Linked DNA regions of Hordeum vulgare: region 2 is linked to region 1. A link is a contact called in public Hi-C data. All regions are on one chromosome and are shown on one strand. Each heading gives the region's core, a stretch centred on a gene start, on an enhancer-like site or on the middle of the called end of the contact. The rest is flanking DNA. Distances are from core to core; before and after follow the strand shown. Region 1 holds the start of LOC123442976 (DNA polymerase epsilon subunit B). Region 2 holds the start of LOC123442978.

Region 1 (5,450 bases), core at 39-2,538:
GATGACATCTTATAGAAACAAATGAATTGATTAAAAGACTAATTCAATCCGCAATCTCTCAGGGCTGAGTTAGGCCAACTATAAGAAAAAGAAAAATACTAAGCTCCCATCAACTATAAGAATTGGATCAGCTGCGCTTCCATCTGACCCACAGCCGTCGCCACCCAGTGCTGCACCTATCCATGGCGGTCTCAGCAACGCTGAAGGACAAGACTAACAAGCCCACGCCGGCAGCCCCGGGAAGGGTGACGCGCAGCTACAGCCGGCTGCCAAGCTCTTGGTCTGACATCTGGTTAGACCAGCCAACATCGGCGCGAGCGGCTATTCCTTCTTGAAGGCGTTGTCATGGAGAGTGCATCCTTTGCCTGTTAATATGTCATCATATGCTCTGTGATATGATTTGGGGATGTTGTCGCAAGACTTATCCTATGTGGACAGTCTTATTTTTTTGTCCCTCGTTGTAAGCTGATTTGTTCAACAATATAGATAAGTAATATACTGTATATGGCTGTGTGCATCACTCGATGCAAGGCTATTCCCCTCTTCTCGAAAGAAGAAAAAAATCAAAACTATGTCCTGCATCCATTCTGCAAACTACCAATTTCTCGTGAAAGTTCATTTAATATTTAGACGAATCAAGCAGGTAATAGGCATCCGTTATCACAATATTCAACCATCAGCACCCAATACATAGAGCAAATTCTCAAATCCCGACACCCAATTTCCCAGATCTAGAAGGAAGAGGCAGCATTTACATACTCGTAGAACACTTTCTTGATTGGGTCGTACTGGAACCGCGGCACGACGAACGAGTCTACCACCCGCAGCGCCGACTGGACGCTGGTGGCGGAAGGCGATGCCGCGTCGACCGCCTCCTCCGCCTCGACCAGTAGGGACACCACGCGACGGACCGCGTCCCGGTCCAGTATCGACGATTTCACTGCGGGCGCCCGCAGAGCACAGAGAGACGCGCACAGGGTAAGAACCAACCATAAAACGAAGCCTCGGAACGAGAATGGGAGGCAAGCGGCCTGAAAGCGTGGGGCGGAGCGAGTACTTACGCGGCTCTTTGTCGAGCTCGTCGAGGAGGAGGTCGAGGGCCTCGTCCTCGGCGTCGGGGAAGCGGGCGAGGAAGGCGGCGGCCTCCTCGAGGGCATCAACTTTGAGGGTGAAGCCACGCAGCCGGAATTTGCGCTGCAGCTTCTTGCGCATGGCTGCCGACGGCGCCGCCATGGGAGAGAGGGGGAAGAGGCGAGAGGGAATGGCTGTGGCGGGAAAGGTGGGTTGGGGTTTGGGGAATCTGGCGGGATATCAATTGCAGCGCCCCCGCTGGGCTTGAAGTATCCGCTGCGGGCTTTGGCCCGGTGGGTTGGCTCGGGAAGTTTCGGACAATGCTGCGCCCTTTTTTGGGCTCGCGTTATGCGTGAGCCCTCTATCCCTCAAAAACAACAAGGGCATGAGCCGGTTAATTTCGGGGGCAAAACAATCAAAGCAACTAGTTAGCGAGCATTCCTTCAGAAGCCTCCCAGCGATCACTCTCCCAAGCCGCCATTTGGCGTGTTCTTAGCCACCTTCATGTATCGCGCTTTGAATGTTTCCTTCGTATTTTATTATTTTATTTTTTTTCGCACGTGTTTTCGTATTTTTAGAGTGGGTTTTTTTGGGGTTTTTTGTGTTCTGGTTTTTCACCGGTCTTTTTTAACTTTTGGAAGGAAATAAAATTTAAAAAAAAATCCAAAAAAATCGTTTTTTCCATTTTTCCTAAAAAAAACACGTTTTCTGTTTTTTTTTTGCGAGATGTACGTTTTTGCTTTCGCGAGACGCACGGTCGTACCTCTCGGAAAGAGAAAAGAAGCGTTTATATTTGTGTTTCTTTGTGAGAGGCATGGTTTTGCATTTCAAGAGGCACGCCCGTGGCTCTTGAAAACAGGAAAACGCGTTTTCTGTTTTTTTTCGTGAGAGACACGGTTTTGCTTACGCGAAAGGCGTGGTTTTGCCTTCGCGAGAGGCACGCCCGTACCTCTACCAAAGGGGGGAAACGCGTTTTCAGTAAAAAAGAATGCGAGAGGCACGGTTTTGCCTTCACGAGAGGCACCCGAAAAGAGAAAACGCGTTGTTTGCTCTCTTTTTTCTCGCGAGAGGCATGGTTTTGCTTCCGCGAGAGGCACGACCTCGGAAAGGGAAAAAATGTGTTTTCTGTTTTTTTCTATCGCATGAGGCTCGGTTTTTTCGTCCGGTTTTTTCATGAAAAAAAAATCGTCAAAACCTATCAACATGGTATCTAGTTTTGAAGATCTCGACACGAGGAAGCCAACGGTGAAACGGTTTGAGATTTGGACACACGGTTTAGAAAATAAAACGTTTTGAAAATACGGATCTACGAAAAAAGAGAAAACTCTCAGATTGCGACAAATGGCAGACATGCACTGCGCCACTTGTCGCAACCTGTGAAGATGGGAGTAATCGTTGTACTCGCTAACTAGTGATTTCACAAAACAATCTGTTGGGAGCTCCTATACTGCGATGCAGGGGACCTCCTGTGTCCAGTAGCGATGGCTTCACACAAGAGGGACGAAGCGACTAGACCGGCCAGTTAACCAGCTCGGGTTTTTTTCACATTTTATGGTTATTTTTTATTTTCTTTTCTTTTTTCTCTTCTTCCTTATTTTCTTTTGTGTTTATTGTGTACTCGCTAAGAAAAAAGAAGTTTTCCAAAACCGGAAAATACCGACCGGGAACTTTCCAAAATCGAGATCACTGAAACATGTTAACGGGGCCAGCCCATGTAAGAATCGCTCGTCTATCCTCCTGTGTGTTTGCCTGATAGTTTGACGCAAAGGGCGTCAAATAGGATATTCCGCGCTGCAAGGGTTCGTTCTTGCTCCTGGCGCTTGCAGCGCCCCGCGTTGGGCCGACCAATGAAACAGCTCCTGGCGCCCCGCTGCAGGCCGTGAAAAATGTTTATTGATTTTCGAAAAATAAAGGTCATCGATTTTGCAAAACAATTCTTCAAATGGGAAAAATGTTTAAAGATTTGGAGAAAAAAATATAGTTCATCACATTTGAGAAAGGTTCATCAATTTTGATAAAAAGTTCAGTGATTTTGAAAAACGCCCATCAAATTTCAAAAAACAATTAATCAATTTTCAAAAAAAATTCATCGGATTTGAAAAAAGTTCATCGAATTTGAAAATTTTCATCGGTTTTGAACAAAAGGTCATCGAATTTGAAAAAAAAATCATCAATTTTTTTAAGTTCATCGAATTTGAAAAGGTTCATCTAATTTAGAGAAAAATCATCAAATTTTTAAAATAGTCTATAAAACTAGGAAAAAAGTTTCATGAATTTAAAAAAAAAATCGCGCATTTCAGGAAACAAAGAAAAATACAAGAAAACAGAATATAACTCCCAAAGCGGTAGCGAACCGAAAAACGAGGAAAAAGATAATAAAATGGAGGGAAAGAATAACTTAATGGCGTGTATTCTGTGGTTGCTACAAAACGTGAGGTCGTGGGTTCGATCCCAACGTAGCACCATTTTTTAAAATTTAAACCAATTTTTGAAATTTAAACCGAATAAACAAAGTCAAACTTGGCCGGCCCAAGCGTGGAGCGGGGATGCGCTCTACACGCACTTGTTAGCAAAATGACGTGTAACGGGCGCGTGCAGCGACAAATAAGGAATGCCCAATCTGCTAGCCATTTTTCAAAAAATAATAGATCTGTTGGTGAGTCGTATGATTTGTATAGTACTCGTCAGATGGTCAACCTAGAACTCGCGTCCTCTCGGCTCACAATGTCACTTTGTAGCGGCCACCACCGCCCTAATCGCATGTGAGTGGCCGTACCCGATCGCTCTGTCACGACAGACCATGTCTCTCTTGTAGCATCACCTGTTGCAACATTAAAAGCACGTCACCGCTTACAACATTGGGGTGTCGCGGAACACGCCACCGCACACAACATTGGTGAAAAATTAAGAGGATGGCGAGCTGCTACAACAACAACACTCGCAGCTCTGCATGCACCGTCGGTGAGACATGCAATTGAAGATTGCCCGCCGCTAGCAACACTCTTAGACCTTTGCATCACTACGCCATCGTTTTGCTGCATGATGAGATATACAATTGCAGCATTTGCCACTGCTTGTTGTGCTGGCGAGCGGCCCCCAAGTCCTTAAAATGTGATTGCCCTTGCCCCTGCAACACCGAGTTACCACCTGGCTTGCGGCCCTAGTGAATATTGATTTGAGCATGACCAAGTGCTGACATGCAACATTGTCGCATGGTCTCACAATGGTGCCTTCGCCTCTCATGGCAACGACTGACGGTGTATCACAACGCCATCATCTCCTTGTTCGGGAGATGTGCCTTTCACTTGTTCGAAAAGCACACGATGCTTCGCCATTAAGCACATATGTGTTTCCAAAAACACAATTGTGCTTCAGCGTGAAGCACATTTGTTTTCACTTTTTGAGAAGAACATATGTAATTTTTATATTTTGGAAAGCACCCCTCTGAAAAGCACAGATGTGCTTTTCACTTTCATGGACCACAACTATGCTTCACGTGAAAAAAGGTAAGAGAAATGAAAAAAAGAACTTGGAAAAAACAAGCAAAATCTAAAAACCCAGAAAAACAAGGAAACCTCACAAAAATGCATGAAAAAAGAAAAGAATATTGGGATCATGTTGGTACTCCCAATGTGCAACGTGTGGTGGTGGCTGGGCACGCTGATACGTCTCCAACGTATCTATAATTTTTGATTGTTCCATACTATTATATTATCTTCTTGGGATATCTTATATGCATTTATATGCCATTTTATATCATTTTATGGGACTAACCTATTAACTCAGTGCCTAGTGTCAGTTTCTGTTTTTTCCGTGTTTTTGACCTTTTTCAGAAAAGAATATTGAACGGAGTCCAAACGGAATAAACCTGCGGGATGATTTTTTCCATAATAGAAGATACGCAGAGGACTTGATAACCAAGGTAGGAGGTCTCCGGGGAGGTCACGAGCCCCCTAGGCGCGCCCTAGGGGGCGCGCCTAGCAGGCTCGTGGCCCCCCCGTGGCTCCTTTGCCCTACCTCTTTCGCCTACAAATTCCCAAAAATTCCGAAACCTCGAGAGAGAGCCACGAAAATACTTTTCCGCCGCCGCAAGCTTCTGTCTCCGCGAGATCCCATCTGGGGACCGTTCTGGTGCCCTACCGGAAGGGATTCGGACACGGAGCGCTTCTTCATCAACACCATTGCCTCTCCGATGATGCGTGAGTAGTTCACCACAGACCTTCGGATCCATAGCTAGTAGCTAGATGGCTTCTTCTCTCTCTTGGATCTTCAATACAAAGTTCTCCATGATCTTCATGGAGATCTATCCGATGTAACTTTCTTTTGCGATGTATTTGTCGAGATCCGATGAATTTTGGATTTATGATCAGATTATCTAT
Region 2 (5,128 bases), core at 615-3,114, 510 kb after region 1:
ACCATTAGAGGCAAAGAATCCCGGATTGGCATCGAATGAGTTTGATAACACAGGAACAATATTTGGGTGACCTATAACTGTTTTGCTGATGCTACTGGAGGTACCAGATCTCACTTGGTTTGATCGAGCCAACCATGAGATGATGGGCTCTGACTCACTTCCTGAGCCGTTTCCATCCATGTCTTCTCTCTTCTCCCCCTCATAGTTCACCTTACGTGCTTTCCTTGAAGTATTATTAATACATCTCCTGCGACCTTCACCTGGCAAAAGGAGGAGCTTGATTCTCTCATTTTGAAGATTGATCCATTCTTCGTCCTTATCATCATACTTGACATGATGCCTCTTTGTCACTGGGTCATATTTCTTGACCAGACCAAAGTACCAAGTCTCATCAAGAGGCCAAAACACCCTGATCCTCTCTTTTACAATGGAAAATGGATCCAGATCATGAGGGCTGACTTCATAGAAATGACGACGTGGGCGACGCTTCCTGAATGGCCCTTTACCGTCACGCTTCCGTAGCAACCTAGAAGGACCAGCTACATCATTTTCATTCTTGTATTGATTCTTCAAGTGATTAGAGTGGTGAAGATTAGATTCGTTTGACGATCTATCTGGTGATGCCATTCTGTTCCTCAATGGGTCATCATGTCTATTATCTGATAGAGAACAGAGCATCATAGCAGCATTTTCTTCCAAGCTAACATCAATGTGCCCTTGCGCATGCCCAGCACTATCCTTACCAACATCAAGAGGTTTAGATGGTTCACCTGACAGCTTTGGAACCAAGAGATCATTTCCAGAACAAGACTTTGTTGTGATGTCCTGATCATGAGTGCCATTCTCGGTCTTTGAGCAACTGACAGGGTCATCGCCACCAACTCTGTTCTCCTTGAGCCCCCTTGGTTTCCTTATCCTTTTCCTCCTCATGAAATGGGCAGGCTTGGAAATGCCATTGGGTTGAAGCACATTACAACCTCCAGCCCCAGTCTCGGCACTGGCATTCTGGGGAAGCTTCCTTAGCTTCAAGACGCCACGAGGCCGGCTGATCAATGCGGCGGAAGTAACTGAATGCTCAGAGCGGCCATTCTTTTTTCTCGACAAGGAGCGTGGGCAGCCGTCGCGCAAACTGTCCATGCTCCATGTGGTGTCACTCGAACTGGATCTTGTTGGCTCTGGACCATCAGCTTCCACTCTGTCACAACTCAAGCTCTCACGCTTCTTCTTGCTCCCTGCAGGAGAGGGGGTGCTGGAAGAGGCCTCATTGCCACCACGAGCATCCGGCGTGCTTGGGGCTGACCCGGATCCAACCGAGCCCCTCTCAGACAAGGTCTCGTCATCCCCATCTAAACCCAGCAGGAGTGGCTCGGGTGCAGGGGCGGGCTTAACCTGGGGCATGGGGGTTCAGTTGAACCCCCAATTGTCTCCCTCGAAAAGAAGCTGCTCCACACCCGGGCAGCGGGTCCCAGATCGAACTTGCTCGCCGGAGAACGGTGACCTGATCGGAACCATGCACGGATGAATCAGATTAACAAAAAACAGGCAACAGGGCAGGAAGCAGATCCGCAACCGGCCGGAATGGAAAGAAAAGAGCGATCTTGTCCCCGTCCGGTCACTGCCACAGCAAAACGAGGATCAAGAAACGCACTCCTGGAGCAATCCGGCCGGGGAAAAAAGCTAGGGTTCCATACCAGGAGCGGAGGAGGCCGATCCACGCCAATCCAACGCCGGCCTGGGGTTCCCCTGGTGCCCCTCCGTCTCCCGGGGTGCGGACCGGGGTTGATGGGTGGAGGAGGGGCGAGAATTTTGGGTGGAGCCGGCGGGGGAGGGGAGGCCGGAGGTGGAGGTGGAGGAGGAAGAAGGGGACATTGGGGAAGGGGAAATTTTCCGAATCAGTCCCTGTATTATAGGGTCGTGGACGGGGCCGGGCGGGTCACGTCGCCGGGTTTCTCGCGCCGTCGGATCGCGATCGGACGGCTGGGATCAGTGTGGGTGGGGAGCGTGGCCCCTGGCGGAAAATAAAAAGCGCCCCGTGCGGTGGTCTTTATTTCCTGCTCCTTCGTCGGTCGGTCGGTCCGTCCGTCCGTCCGTCGTCGCCGCTCCGCCACACACGACGGCACCGCCGCCGCCCGCCGGCGGTTCCCCGTGACGCGGCCTCCGGCGCTCTAGGATCTTGCAGTGGCTAGCTCGTCCTAATCCCTGCATCCCCACCCTCGCGCACCGACCTCCTCATCATCCCCACCTCAGGCCGCAGGATGCAGCAGGGGCTTCAGCAACAGGTACATCGCGGCAGGCCGCTTCAGGGGTGATGGATGGCAAGGCCAGGCACTGGTTGCCGGCAGGTACCATCATATTCCGGCCAGTCCTGCTCCTCGTGGATGTATCTGTAACTCTGTTGACCTTGTATTGATCTTCTTCTTAGTGCCTAAGATGTCAAACTTATGGCTAGCCTACTAGGTTTGCAGTGTGGATCTTCTATTTGTCATCTCTAGAGAAGATCAATTCGGCTTTCACATCATGTGTTTGGAGTGTGAAAGTAAATTTATGATGACAACAACATGCCTGCTTGCAACTTGATCTCACAACAAGTTTGCAGCTGTGATAGTTTGGCAAAGCTAGTATTTTCAGAGGACTTTGTACATATACCTCTGCTTTCTTCACTGCAGGTACAATCCGTTAATCACTAGTATGTTTTTCTGATCTGTTTCATAATTTATGGATTCGATTACCTGTGTTGGCACTGGTTTTTCTGAAGTAGATTTCTTTTTGCCCTATTGTCTATACTTTTTAACGCTGGTATAATTGCAAGAATACCATGGCAAATACAACAAGTGCTAGACAATGTGCTTGATCCTACACTACTTCCTCCTTGGTTTACAGGCAATTGGCTGTGAAGCTACCGAAGGCAATTTGCTCAGATGAAGAATATCGGTAATGCCTTATTCAGGAAAAATATTTCCGAAATGTGCTATATACAACAAATTCTAACATAGGACATCCACAACCTATTCCAGGACCTTCCTTATGTGTCATGTACTAACTCCTGAGTTCTGGTTCTACAGTATGACAGTAACCACCCTCATCACTCTGTCAAACTGCCATATGTGTGTCCAATACCTGGGAATACACACGTTGGGGGCTATGGGGAACTTTGACTTCCAATTTTTTTTTCTCATATCACTCTTTGATACCTCCCTATGTTTCGTGGTTCAATACCTCCTGAAGTGCCCCCCAAAAAATCATGAAGTGAATTTTTTTAGAAGAAATTATAATCTAGCACATCCACAATACATTCTAGGACCTGCCCTTTGTGTTGTGGACTAACTTCTGACTTCTGGTTCTACAATATGACAGTAACTATCCATGGGCTTTATGCCCCACCACTTTGCCAAACTGCCATATGTGTGTTCGATACCTGGAGATGCTGGCATCAAAGAGTATTGGGGAACTTTGACTTTCAAAATTAAGAAATCATGATATCCCACCCTTACTCCCCCTAAAGAGATCCGGATCCAACCCCACGAAAGCCATTAGATCCATAACTATAAACCCTAAGCAAACCCTATCAATGCCAGATCTAACCTGGGAACCCTCGATGCTGCCCTTGGAGAATCCTTGACATCGCTTCCTTAATCCATCGGGCGATGCCTGCTCCATGCGACAGCAATGGCGCTCCAACCCAGCAAGCCATGAGGAAGAGGTGGCTTCGCTTGCCTCGGCGGAAGGAGCGGCTTGGTGATTCATCAGCCGGCGGTGCCGAGACGCACAAGGAACACTGAATCGATGCGCCAGGCCGCCGGCGTAGGAAGATGGCAACCCTTTTGGTGGAAGAGGGCATCATGGAACTGCTCTTGTGGAGGCGCTGGCCTGGCGGCGCTGCATCCGCCCCATGGGTGGTGGCTGTCAAGCGCAAGGGCAGCCCTAGGGCTTCTTTGCGTGTGGCCGCGTTTGCTGCGAGCATAGGCCTATATGGGCCCAGCCAGCTGTCCTTCACCCTTTCTATTTTCTCTTGGGCTAAATGTGAATACGAATATTATTTGGAACATAATTAAGAATATTTGGTGCGTTTTGTGAAGAAACGGTCAGGGAGGAAATATTAGGACGAATATGCCCTTCTATTGTAATATCCAATTTAAGGTGGAGATATACAGTTTTCGTTCAGTCAGTAACATTTCTCTGTACTCATACTTATCTTCGTTGCCATACCAGCATGTCAGCACTCACCACCCATATGGTGTATTCAGGAAGCTTGGGAGATATGCAACTAACAGACTTGTCTTAGGCTCTGGTAGTATCGTCGAGAAGTTATAAAATTCTATTGAGCATTCAGCCCCAGCTTCAATAGCTTCCTTGATAATGTGTGTTATGCTTCAGTGTATTAGTATACAACCGAACTATCAGAAGAAGAAAAAACGTAGACGAAATGCATACAATTCACATGGCTATGAGTCAAGTTCATCTAGAGGTTGAGTACCATGCATCCAACAATGCAATGGCTTAGGTCATTAGACATAGAAATGATCAGCTAAGTTTTATATTATTCACCTTATTTTCGTGTTGAATTATTGCTTCTCGTTTTACAATGTAACTCAGCAACTCAGAAGGTAGAGTATTTGCTTGTGTTTATTACTGTTTGGCGCACCTGTTTAACATCCGGGACTTCCTCGGTTTGAGTCTCCAAGTTGTCAGACAAACCATATTTTATTAGACAAAATTGGGCTTTCATGCAACTCTTTTGCACTCTCTTTGCTCTTTGTCAAGAGCATTCCTTTTATTTACTGGAGTTATGATCAATATGGAGCGTCGATAAGAATGTTCCTTCTGGGAGGCAGTTATGGTTAGTATCCACTAGTGCTTTCCTCTGATGCACCTTGCACCTTGTACCTTTTTTTATGGAAATTGCAGACTTACAGCCTTGCAACTGGATGGCATGCACCTTTTACCTTTTTTTATGGAAATTGCAGACTTACAGCCTTGCAACTGGATGGCATACGTCTACATTAGCCTTAGTTCCATTCCTTTAATGGTTGGTACCTCCAATGCTACTTATTTTTCTGAGACTTATCTGTGACTGCTGTTTGTATCAGTTTCGCAGCACCTAGCCATTTGAAAGGATATGGTATGATTA

What was found. A called contact is a pair of places that touch in the nucleus more often than the background predicts.
Region 2: a contact with region 1 is called in a Hi-C map of seedling, with 2.6 times the contacts expected there. The contact joins the promoter of LOC123442978 here to the promoter of LOC123442976 in region 1. A contact is called at or near these places in 1 of 6 Hi-C or Micro-C datasets (seedling) and 1 of 1 datasets of contacts at active chromatin or transcription factors (embryo).

What each region holds. Positions count from the first base shown.
Region 1 is chr3H:63,067,967-63,073,416 of MorexV3_pseudomolecules_assembly, forward strand. LOC123442976 (DNA polymerase epsilon subunit B) reads right to left here and starts at 1,289. Exons shown (of 13, transcript XM_045119174.1): 1 at 1,062-1,289; 2 at 760-940. The coding sequence starts at 1,233.
Region 2 is chr3H:63,578,010-63,583,137 of MorexV3_pseudomolecules_assembly, forward strand. It overlaps LOC123442978, which reads right to left and starts at 1,865. Exons shown (of 5, transcript XM_045119178.1): 1 at 1,692-1,865; 2 at 1-1,615. The coding sequence starts at 1,398. It overlaps LOC123442979 (a long non-coding RNA gene), which reads left to right and starts at 1,950. Exons shown (of 2, transcript XR_006630546.1): 1 at 1,950-2,666; 2 at 2,881-5,128.